Regions from separate parts of the Zea mays genome. Here regions 1, 2 and 3 are each linked to region 4. A link is a contact called in public Hi-C data. All regions are on one chromosome and are shown on one strand. The core of a region is the stretch at or near the end of the contact, and the rest is flanking DNA. Distances in the headings are between cores, read along the strand shown. Region 1 has its middle 23 kb from the start of LOC103635158. Region 2 has its middle 130 kb from the start of TRNAW-CCA. Region 3 holds the start of LOC100283072 (rapid alkalinization factor 1). Region 4 holds the start of LOC103635154 (ABC transporter C family member 14).

Region 1 (2,700 bases), core at 129-2,628, 600 kb after region 4:
AATATTAAAATTTTGGTAGAACAAAACTTGGAACAATAAATAGAAGAAGGGTTTTCAAATTATTCCCTTAAAGCACCCTCAACAAAAATATACATATGGTTGAATTAAAATAATTCATGATAAAGATTATACATTAACCTCTCCTTTAGTAAATAAGTATTAACTTCTGAATATCTATATCTATATATATATATATATATATATATATATATATATATATATATATATATATATATATATCTGATTTAGCTACCCATTCATAATAACCTTTTATTAAATGGAATCATGTGTGTGTGCATTTCATATTTAAAAGCATTATTTTTTCTGGTTAGAGACAAAGAATGAATAAACTTGCATCATGTTGAATCCTTGCTTGTGCATATTAAATATTTGAACCTCAACTTAGACTTGAATTCAAAATAAGAATTTGTATAAAAGAGAAAACTGAAAATAAAAAGGAAAATGGAAAAGAATAAAGGAAACCAGCGCTTGGGCCATTTTCCCTGACCGGCCCACTTCTCCAACTCGCGCTGCCCACATAAACCACGCGTGTTCCTCCCTCTGCGACTGCCTCACGGGCTCCGCATTGCCGGTCACTGCAGCGCGCGCCTGGGTGTGCCATTTCGCCAACATGTGGGGCCGCAAGTCAGTCCCACACCGCCTTCTCCGCGCGCAGCGAATCACCGCCATGTGGGGCCAGCCGCGCAGAAGCTCCATCTACCTCCCCTCAACAAACTCGCGCGCATCTCTGGCTATTGCGACCGCGCGCGGCAGCACTGGAATCCGACCGAAATTCTCGCTGGTGGTTGGCATCATCCCTCCGCGCGGACCCTGCCACTGGTGTATAAAATCCTCCTCGCCATAAGTCTCGGGCCGCGGTGTCCTTCGCCTCACCGCCGGGGAAATTGAGCCGTCGGCGTAAATCCATAGTCTCACCGCCGTTGTCAAGCCCTCGATCATCGATCTAGGAAGGAGCGCAATGCAGAAGGATGGTGGATAGGGGAGATCGAGGGCGCAGTCTGTTCGGAGTACTGTGGATTGTTCGCCGGGTGGAGCACTTCGCCACCGTGCGCTACTCCTTGCGTGCAGAGTCTTGAACGACAGAATCCCAGGTGATTTAAGCATTACTGAGTTCGCTATTTACCCCTCGATGTGCCGCTCCGGTTCGAATTAGGAATAGGGCTCAGCGTCGCTGGGGCGGCTATCGCCGGCAAGGGCGCCGCCACTGGGAGCCAAACGGTGTCGCCATCTGGTGTTGGGGCAGGTGATGGGTCGGGGGCCGTTAATCGACCAAAGAATGGCTCAGGTTAAATCTACCCAATGCTCGATCTCGGACCGTTCATATTAGATCCAAGGTATGAGGTTGGTTGGCTTTCATAAGTGCTAGGCCACTGATCTCTGATCCGGTGGCTACATTTATATGGCGCTTTAGGCAATCAAGGATCTAATCAGAACCGTTGAAATTTGATCCAACGGTCGCGATCCTTGCGTACCCCTTCGCCACGGCACTTTTCCGAAAGAAACCCTGGGGAAATCCTGAACTAACCCGCCAGCTCCTGTGGTGTAAGAATATTACACGGGTGTCCTTAGAATTTACAAAATAGCCCTTGGGAACCTTAATTTGATGCAAAGTGAACCCTGAAACTTGTTTATTGCATAACTTACTCATTTTAATTCCGATTTGACCCGTTCCGGTTGCGTTAGTTTCATAATAACATTATGTACACAATAACAACATTAGTTTTATCATAACACATATTTTTGTAGATGGATATTGTTTAATCTATGTTTAGTAAATTAAGCTTGCTAATCAAAGTCAGCCTATCTATGATTATAACCTGACTAAAATATGATAATAACCCTAGAAGAAGATGTAGTAAAATGGAGACAAGTGTGTCGGCTAAGCTAACAAGCATGACAAAGGCCCTCAAAATGTACCTGATTACAAGAAGGATGTAAACTGCTGGAGATCTTGGTCATGACGTGTCACACCTGTTTCTAAGGGCAGAGTCGGGTGCATCGCATATGTGTGCCAGGATCTATTTCCACACATATGTTTATGTCACAAGTGTAATATATCAAAAGAACAATGCATAAAAGCGTAAATAACGATTATATTAACAAATTACACTTCGAATAGACATAATGTCTTAACCTTTATTCATCAAAGTACAGTGAAACATGGACATCCATCTACAGGAAGATGACCGGGGGTGTCACTAGACTAGCATCCATGGAGCTCATCATCATAACTTCATCTGCAAACTTCTGATCAAAATTTAAGCAAGGGTGAGCTCACTTATGGTTGGGGCTCAGCAAATGGGGGAAAATTAATGCAAGTTTAACAAGGTGAGGCTAAGGTTGAGCAGTAAGCATTTTAGTTGGTCAACATTTTATTAACAACACCTGTCTTACTAATAAGTGTGAATCCCATGTATTCCCATTAAACAAAGGTATAAGAGTATATCAAAAACACTTAAGTGAAACCACTTAAGCAAACCATTGGTAGATCATCGGATCTCGATTTATTTCCATCTTCAAGTTCAATTATCATGTGAGGAGTCCAGGCTGCTCTTAATCGTGAGCACGGCTGATATATCAGTTTTACACTCTGCAGAGGTGGCGCATCTTTACCCATGACTCACGATTCCCTTCTAGCCCGGGTTAGTTAGACCCGTATTCACTTCCGAGGTGAATGTC
Region 2 (2,700 bases), core at 24-2,523, 800 kb after region 4:
CGGGGCAGATCTCCAACTGGGACGACCTGGTCCAAGCCTTCGCCGGCAATTTCCAGGGCACGTACATGCGCCCTGGGAACTCCTGGGATCTCCGAAGCTGCCGACAGCAGCCAGGAGAGTCTCTCCGGGACTACATCCGACGATTCTCGAAGCAGCGCACTGAGCTGCCCAACATCACCGATTCAGATGCCATCGGCGCGTTCCTCGCCGGCACCACCTGCCGCGACCTGGTGAGCAAGCTGGGTCGCAAGACCCCCACCAGGGCGAGAGAGCTGATGGACATCGCCACCAAGTTCGCCTCTGGCCAGGAGGCGGTTGAGGCCATCTTCCAGAAGGACAAGCAGCCCCAGGGCCGCGCACCAGAAGATGTCCCTGAGGCGTCAACTCAGCGCGGCGCCAAGAAGAAAGGCAAGAAGAAGTCGCAAGCGAAACGCGACGCCACCGACGCGGACCTTGTCGCCGCCGCCGAGTACAATCACATGATATGCCAATGCTTATGATGTCATGCTCAAGTTTTAGTGGCAGTAACACCAGGGGTGTTACAGCTATGAGGTCATGGGTTCGAGAACCACAAAAATCGGAGTTACCGTTATAAAGTTATGAATTTTCGAAGGTTTACGTGTTTTAAACAGGAAAACTATGTCCTATGTTGATTATTATAAATCATGTGAGAAAGATATTCCTAAGAAAATCATTAATTTAATTTTAATTCAAGTTATAACTTGATTAGAAAGCATATTTTAGTCAAATTATAACTAGGGACTGAAAACATTACTTTAATTTTAATTAGAGAAGTTAATCAGATGAACATAGGGTAAACACATTATTTAAAAACATGTTACATGATAAAAATAAGGTTACCAAAGGGTAGATATTTTATTACGAAGCTAACACAACTTGAACAGGGAAAATCGGAGCAGAAACGAAGAAGATATGACTTTCCTAAGGTTTTACATTTATTTTTACACTTAAAACTATTTTTTTCCAGATTTCTTTTAAGCTTCGCGGACTGCGCCCACTATTCTCTAGAATCTCAGGGGGTCAAATGCAAATTCCAGGACCCATTGGTGATGGTTCTTTCATTGCCGTGGACTGCGGGATAAATCTGTAAAACTACGAGGGTTTCTTAATAAGATAGCCATGACTGGCACATGCGCGTGACTTTTGGCCCTCAGATCCTCATCAGACGGCTAGAGTTAAACCCGAACAGGTATGCACCCGCGGTCGACCGATCACGATCCGAAGGTTCAGATTTTAAAGTGATGCGAGCGAATCTGGTGCGTACATCAAAGATGAACGGTCACGATTCTATTAGATGAAAGGGTACGCCTATGACCTAATCTGGGTCGTTCATTGAATCAAGGGTCACCGCACCGCCCCCAACCACACCCTGGCTGCCAGGCACCACCCAGAGATGGCGGCACCGCCGCGCGGCGAGGTACGCCGGTGAACGGCCGAATCAAAGCCGCGGCGCAAAAATTGGTCACGGGTGGGCGCAACACACCGAGGAGGGTCATCCGAATTGATTAAATAGCTTATCACCAGTAATGGAGGCAGCAACAGGGTTGCCCACGGCGTCACGCGGATCCGCAGCGGTGTTTGGTCGACGACGAGCAATCTCGCGATTGTCGATCCATTGCGCGCCCAGCAAGATTCTCACCGGTTGCAGAGGGCGCGACGATCCGGAAATCAGAGTTTTCATCGCGCGGCGCAACCATCCTTCACTCACCCATCAATGGCGCTCCGGGATGCACGGTGCCCATGGTCGCAGAACCCATGGTGACTAGAGGGATGGCTCGATTGATGAAAGGCTTAGGTTTTTATAGTGCGACGAAGTTCGGATTTGATCCATCATCCAGAATTGCGCGCGCGGATATCGTGGCGGAGATCGCGGCGCCCCCAAGTGGTTGTTACCGCTCCCACTTCTGATCCATGGGGGGGGGGGGGGGGGGGGAATAGAGCTAGCACAGGGTCCTCCCGGCAGCGCCTGAACATGGATCGCCCGCATGGCAGAGAAGGTCATGCCACGCGTGCGAGCCGAGTAGAACCTTCCTTGTCGCGTGAGTGTACTCTGTGGGGAAGACGTTCCTGACGAGTCGGCCCCACGAGCCAGCTACACCAGGGTCTGAGAGATCCCTCCCGTGACCATGCTGTGCTGGGCTGCCACGACGGGCCCACCCAACAGCGTCAGGCGCACGCCAGCGGGAAGCAAAAGATTGGCCACTAGCCCACTAGGCCCATGGTGTAAGCGCGCGCGGCGTGGGGAAAATGGAGGAGTGGGCCTCCAGGGAGGTTTCAGCCCAAGTGCTTTTGTTCTCTTTTTTTTCTAACTTTATTTCCTGTTTTGTTTCTCCTTTTTATTTTAAACCTAAAATTTGAATTCAAATCTTGTTGCGAATTTGTACTAAAATTTGAATGTATGTTTTGAACATGCCATTATGGGATGGGTTTCTTTTCTTGTAAATCTATTTTGTCTTTCATAATATCTCTCTCTTTCTTTTTTTTCTGTATTATTTCCAATTCCCTAAATTGTACTTTTTGGTTAAATCTAAATTATCAAACTATTATCATATTTTCATTAGTATTGTTTTATTATTAAATGCACAAACAAACAAAACCTCAACATGATACAAATTTTATTGAGGTATTATTTATTTTAAACATGTCTCCTAATAATTCTTAAGAATGAGAAGGCATTAC
Region 3 (2,700 bases), core at 156-2,655, 550 kb after region 4:
GCCATCATAGCCTTTTATTTGTTTAATGTGAATAGTAGTGAACACTCCTAGATATAATCTGGTTCTCTATTACATAGATGGACAATATGAGAGTAAAGCCGCAAACAATCTCTACACATCACCTTGGCTTCGTTATTAAATTGGGTCACACACTAGTAAGCCTAATTCTAACCATTTATGTAGGTTTGGTTTGAGAAATATGGTAATAGTCTATTATTTTTCCATTCCTCGTTTTATTGTTGGGTTCCTGGAATAGAATGATTTGATTTATCATTATTTAATATCTTGTAGGCTCGGCTCCTCCAGAAGGAAACGATAAAAAAGGAAAGAAATAGACCCCAGAACTGTTGTTCTATTCTTCTGCCCGTTTCGAAACGCCCAGATAATTAATAACAGAAAAGGCTCTCGTTGACCTCGCTTCCTCCGAGGCATGATCTATGGCTGGTGGCAGGCAGCAGCCCAGCAGGCAAAATTGTCAGGCACGCAAGATGTCAGAAGAATTGCAACTTGCTCAGACCAAGCAAAGAATCGCTACGCTATCAGTATAATTACTTGCAGCGAGGACAAAAAAATAAAGAAAGAAACTTGAAATCATGGAGCTGGTTGTTGCGACTTGCGACGCGGACCCGTGTCACCGTGTGGCTATCTTACAATCACAATCACACAGGTTGACGGGGAAATCGTCATCATCAGTTTGTAGTTTATACACCAGCTGCTCGAAAATCATGGAATTTACAGGACCGGAGCGAGAGAGAGATACTCCAGTCATAACCCACAACCAACACAATCATTCTCGTTAAAATCAATCAACAAGAGAAACAAAATCAATCAACAAGAGAGAGAGAGAGAGAGAGTAGCGTACATGTACCAATAATCGATTAAAGGGGCAGGGAGGGAGATGAATGATTTTCTCCGTATCAGCCAACAACGGCGCAGGATAAACGGATATGAACCTCCTCTTCCTATTGGCGGACGCCGAGATCAGCCGCGGCAGCGTGTGATGGCGGAGCAGCCGCGCGAGTAGGGGTTAGCCTGCCCGCCGGGGCGGCAGTTGTAGTAGGAGGCTCCCCGGACGGAGCAGGGCACGTTGTCCCTGCGCAGCGCGCCGTAGCTGAGGTAGCCGCCGCCCTGCAGCACCCGGCACGCCACGGAGTCCCCGCCAGGGAAGCCGAACTCCTCGTCCTCTCCCGCGCCCACCACGCGGAGGTCCCAGCCGAGGGACGCCGCCGCCGGCACGTCGCCCGACGCGCGGGCCAGCACCAGGAGCAGGAGGAGCGGGAGCAGGAGCGCGCGCGTCGGCCTCGCCATCGGCGGCGGCGGATTGCGATGGAGAATGGAGGAGGGGGCAGGGGAGGTGAAAGAAGTGTGGGTTTGGTGCTCTGCTGTCTGGTGCTGCTATGGCGAAGGGATGCCGGGGAGGCGGGGAGGGTAGGACTAGTAGGACCGACTGGAGTGGAGCGGAGCGGATGAATGGAAATATGGAATGGAATAGAATGCAAATGCAGGAATGCGCGTGACCTGGTGGCTGGTGCACGACTGCACGGCCAGTCGGCGCAGCCTGCGTGTGCCGGTTTCCGTTACAGGACGCGCCCGGATTGGCTGGTTTGGCTCAGCACCCAACACCGGCTCACGTGTGACGTGTGGAATGAGTGACGGAGAAACCCCATGGCCGTTGCCGTTGCCGTTGCCTGCCGTTCAGTTGAAAAAAGGGAAATACAGTACCTTCATTACACGCCCGAGTCCTGTCTTCAGTTGCACTCCCTTTGTCACTCTCCACCGAGTATACTTCTGTTGATGCATTTTTCGGACACCAATCACTTAACACGAATCGTGGCGGTTCTCTCTGCATAGGGGCGGATGGTCCGCGGCAGGGGCCGGACGGTCCGCGACCTAGCGCAGGGCTAGGGTTTTCTACCTGCCGGCCGGACGGTCCGCGTGTGCGCAGGGGGGGCGAAGGTTGCCGGCGGCGCCTGGATCTCGCTCCCGAGAGGTACCCCGTCGGGGAGGAGAGATCCTAGGAGTTGTCTAGGCTCGGGCAGACCGACCTAGACTCCTCTAATCGACGTAGAGTCGAAGAGAAGTTGAGAATTTGAGAATTGAGAGGCTAAACTAGAACTAGACTAGAACTACTCCTAATTGTACAGGAAATAAATGCGAGATAAAAGTGTTATTGATTCGATTGATGATTACAAATCGGTCGTATACCTCTGTATTTATAGAGGAGGGGGGCTGGACCTTTACAAACTAATCTTCCGAGCTAATTCCGTGAATTTAGCTAACAACCGTAGCACAAAACTCGGAACCCTAATCTGCTCTGCGCACGCGCGGACCGTCCGCACCACCAGTGCGGACCGTTCGGTCCTCATTTTGGTACTCAACATATGCCCCCTGCCTTTTGGTGTAGCTGAGCGAACCAAAAGCAACTAACTCGATGTGATCACATCGGTTTTCTTAGACATCTTGCCACCTACTAGGATAGTACGCAAGGGTCTTGTTCCCGATGGTTAACTCAACGGACGTGACCCGTTTAGCTTTGATCAGACTGTCAGTCCTAATATCGCCGAGTGTCGTACTGGTCTTGACCAATTCGTCATCTTGCTTTCCTAATTTTCTGAGTGTTCTGGGGTTGTACCGTCTGCGCCCTGTACGGTTGGTCCGGTCTTTATAGCCGAACTGTCTGCCATACGTGCAAAGAGCTGC
Region 4 (2,700 bases), core at 71-2,570:
CAGCCGCGCGCCCTCCCCGAACGGCCGCTGCCCGCCGGCGGACGTGAAGTCCACGAAGCTCTGGATGAGCGTCGGGCCGACGTACATGACGGTCAGCCGGAGCAGCGCCAGCAACGCGTTCAGCAGGAACTGCGCCCAGAAGGTCCGGAACAGCGTGTGCCGGACCGGGTTGTTGTCCTTGGACGCCCACGCCGACGGCCAGTGCAGGGTGAAGAGCTCGTGCATGCGCTCTGGGCGGTGGGACGGTGCCAGCGTCGGCACGTCCGACAGCTCCAGCGCCGCGCGGTGCCCGCGCTGCACCAGCGGGTTCATCCAAGCCCACGTCGCGCGCGAAGCCCACGACGCCGTCGCGTAGGGGGTCACGTTTTTCTCCGTCGCCTTGTTGCTTGCCGTCTCCTCCTCCGCCGCCCCGGTGGCGTCGTTGACCACCGCCACGGATATGCCCGTCGACCCGAGGATGGAGAGGACCGGGAGGGGAAGGGACAGGACCAGCGCCGCGATCGCGAGCGCGTCGTCCGGGAGCCTAGCGGCGGCCACCACGAGGCGCGCGACGGAGGTGCCGGCGAGGAGCGCCGTCAGCGCGGGCGCCGCCAGCCAGTACAGGCGCAGGGCCAGCGGGTGCGCCGCCGCGCGGAACCGCTTCTCGTGCGCGACGACGGCCGCGGCGGCCAGGTGCGCCGCGCACTGCAGCGCCAGGAACACCGCCTCCAGGGCCTCGCCCTCTCCGCCGCCTCTGTTGACCAGGGAAAGGACGAGCAGCGAGGCGTAGAACGCGGCGAGGACACCGGACGCCGCCAGCGCGACGACGAACCCGGCGCCGACCCGAACCCCGGCCCGCCCCCCGGCCCTGTCCAGCAGCGGCTGCTTGTCGCCGTTGAGGGCGCCGCCGCCATGGCGTCGTCGCCGTGTGGAGATGAGCTTGGCGGCGCCGAGGCAGAGCAGCGCGACGAGGAAGACGGCGGACGCGGCGGAGAGGAGCATCTGCTGCGAGCACGTGGAGAGGAAGAGGAAGGCGACCCATTCCCCGAGCCCCGCGGCGGGCGCGGATGGGAGGTCGCAAGCCTCCGTGGTGAGCCACCAAGGCGGCTGCGACGCGAGGGCCATGCGGCGGCCGGGCGGGTTCTGGTGATCAGGGGCGGCGTGGCATGCAGAGGCTGACGAGGGAGTGTGTGGCTTGGCTGCGTGCCAGCCAGACGCCCAGTCCCCAGACGAGAGGAGGGGAGGGGAAGGAGGGGAGGGGAAGGAGATGCACTGACGCAGAGCAAGGAAGGCTGCTTCTTATTGTTTGGTTGCGGACTCGCGGTGAGTGGCAGAGACGACGTGTGCCGGGGCAGCCGAACGGAACAGAACTGCCAGCGGAGGGGGGCCAATAGCGGCTGGCTTTTGTGTGGTGTGGTTCCACAATCCAGCATCCCGTGGATCCGTGCTGAGAACCATGCGCTTGTCTCCGCCGCTGCCGTGCTACAGCGGGCGGCAAACGGCGCGGTCAACATGACGTGTGCAGTCGTCTGCCTGCCGTGCCTTCTTACTAAGCACCATATGGCACCCACGTATTCCGTCCTAATCTTTGCGTCGCCAGAATATGCATCACGCCTCTACAAGGCAGCTTCATGCACAGCATAAGGCTGGTGTAGGGATGGGGGAGTTCCCCGCCACCAATAGCTCCCATCCTCGTACCCGCGATGCAAAAATTTTCCTGCGGGATCTCCACAAACCGCTTATGGAAAACATTTCTTCCTCATCCCTGTTTCCCACGGTGATAAATCCACAACGGAGATCTCCATCCCCGTTTAAATTATAATTAAAACATACGTTCTTTGTTATTGATGTTAAACATTATCACTTATACATATTGTTAGATATAAAAAATTATTATGCATACATCAAAATGAACACATTTGTACTACCACATGTCTACCAAATTTTGTCACTCTATTTAATCCAATATTCTAAAACCATTATAACCAAATGATTTGACTAATAACAATTCATGTACATATACTAATAATTTACATACACATGGATTTCGAATCCCAACATCCCAATACAATAATTTGTAAAATCTCATACACTAGTTCAAAGCATGTTTTTGAAAATTAACAAAACTATTTCGGATTGCTCACAACCTGACGATAAACGGCGATGACAGACGATGGCGGCCGGTCCGGCGAGGCACGGTGGGGGACATGGCTCGGTCGCGTGTCAAGGCGAGGGTTCGGTACGATGGGGCTCGGCACGGTCCCAGACGGTCCGGACGGGGGCTCGGATGGTATGGACGAGTTCCGGTGTGGGCGTGCAGAGGCTCGGCGAGCTCGGGCGCTCAACGGCGAAGGCGTGAGGAACCCTTAGCGACGGAGAGGAAATGGGGGCGAGCTCGACAGGGGATAGGGGGAGCTCGGCTGCCCTTTTATAGAGGAGGAGGGGGAGGGGAGAGGACGCCGAGGGAGAGGAAGGGACGCCGGTGTCCATCAAAGCCATTGATGGCGTCTGTTTCCTTAGTGGAGTGAATGTGAGAAGGAGAGGAAGATCCAACGACGACAGTTTTAGGCGCAGGTAGGCGAGGGGTTGGACGCGGACGGTCCGGCCTAGCGCGGGCACAAGTGGCTTGGCCGGGCGTGGATGCGACGCGGGCACGAGGTGCGGACGGTCCGGCCAACGGCCAGGGCGCGACTGGAGGTAGGGGAAGGGCCTGACAGGTGG

What was found. A called contact is a pair of places that touch in the nucleus more often than the background predicts.
Region 1: a contact with region 4 is called in a Hi-C map of leaf, with 4 times the contacts expected there. The contact joins the enhancer-like site here to the promoter of LOC103635154 in region 4. A contact is called at or near these places in 4 of 25 Hi-C or Micro-C datasets (leaf and seedling).
Region 2: a contact with region 4 is called in a Hi-C map of bundle sheath, with 6 times the contacts expected there. The contact joins the enhancer-like site here to the promoter of LOC103635154 in region 4. A contact is called at or near these places in 3 of 25 Hi-C or Micro-C datasets (bundle sheath, ear and tassel).
Region 3: a contact with region 4 is called in a Hi-C map of endosperm, with 2.5 times the contacts expected there. The contact joins the promoter of LOC100283072 here to the promoter of LOC103635154 in region 4. A contact is called at or near these places in 6 of 25 Hi-C or Micro-C datasets (bundle sheath, ear, endosperm and 2 more).

What each region holds. Positions count from the first base shown.
Region 1 is chr8:47,043,168-47,045,867 of Zm-B73-REFERENCE-NAM-5.0, forward strand. No RefSeq gene overlaps it. Among protein-coding and RNA genes, the nearest start is that of LOC103635158, 23 kb to the right of the region's middle. Within about 2 kb of position 1,379, at least 19 of the 20 cell types and tissues checked have an H3K27ac peak or open chromatin away from gene starts, as enhancers often do. A contact at or near this core is called in leaf and seedling, where this site is marked.
Region 2 is chr8:47,247,413-47,250,112 of Zm-B73-REFERENCE-NAM-5.0, forward strand. No RefSeq gene overlaps it. Among protein-coding and RNA genes, the nearest start is that of TRNAW-CCA, 130 kb to the left of the region's middle. Within about 2 kb of position 1,274, at least 18 of the 20 cell types and tissues checked have an H3K27ac peak or open chromatin away from gene starts, as enhancers often do. A contact at or near this core is called in bundle sheath, ear and tassel, where this site is marked.
Region 3 is chr8:46,998,623-47,001,322 of Zm-B73-REFERENCE-NAM-5.0, forward strand. It overlaps LOC100283072 (rapid alkalinization factor 1), which reads right to left and starts at 1,406. Exons shown (of 1, transcript NM_001155974.2): 1 at 673-1,406. The coding sequence starts at 1,308. The coding sequence ends at 982.
Region 4 is chr8:46,446,812-46,449,511 of Zm-B73-REFERENCE-NAM-5.0, forward strand. LOC103635154 (ABC transporter C family member 14) reads right to left here and starts at 1,321. Exons shown (of 13, transcript XM_020542610.3): 1 at 1-1,321. The coding sequence starts at 1,104.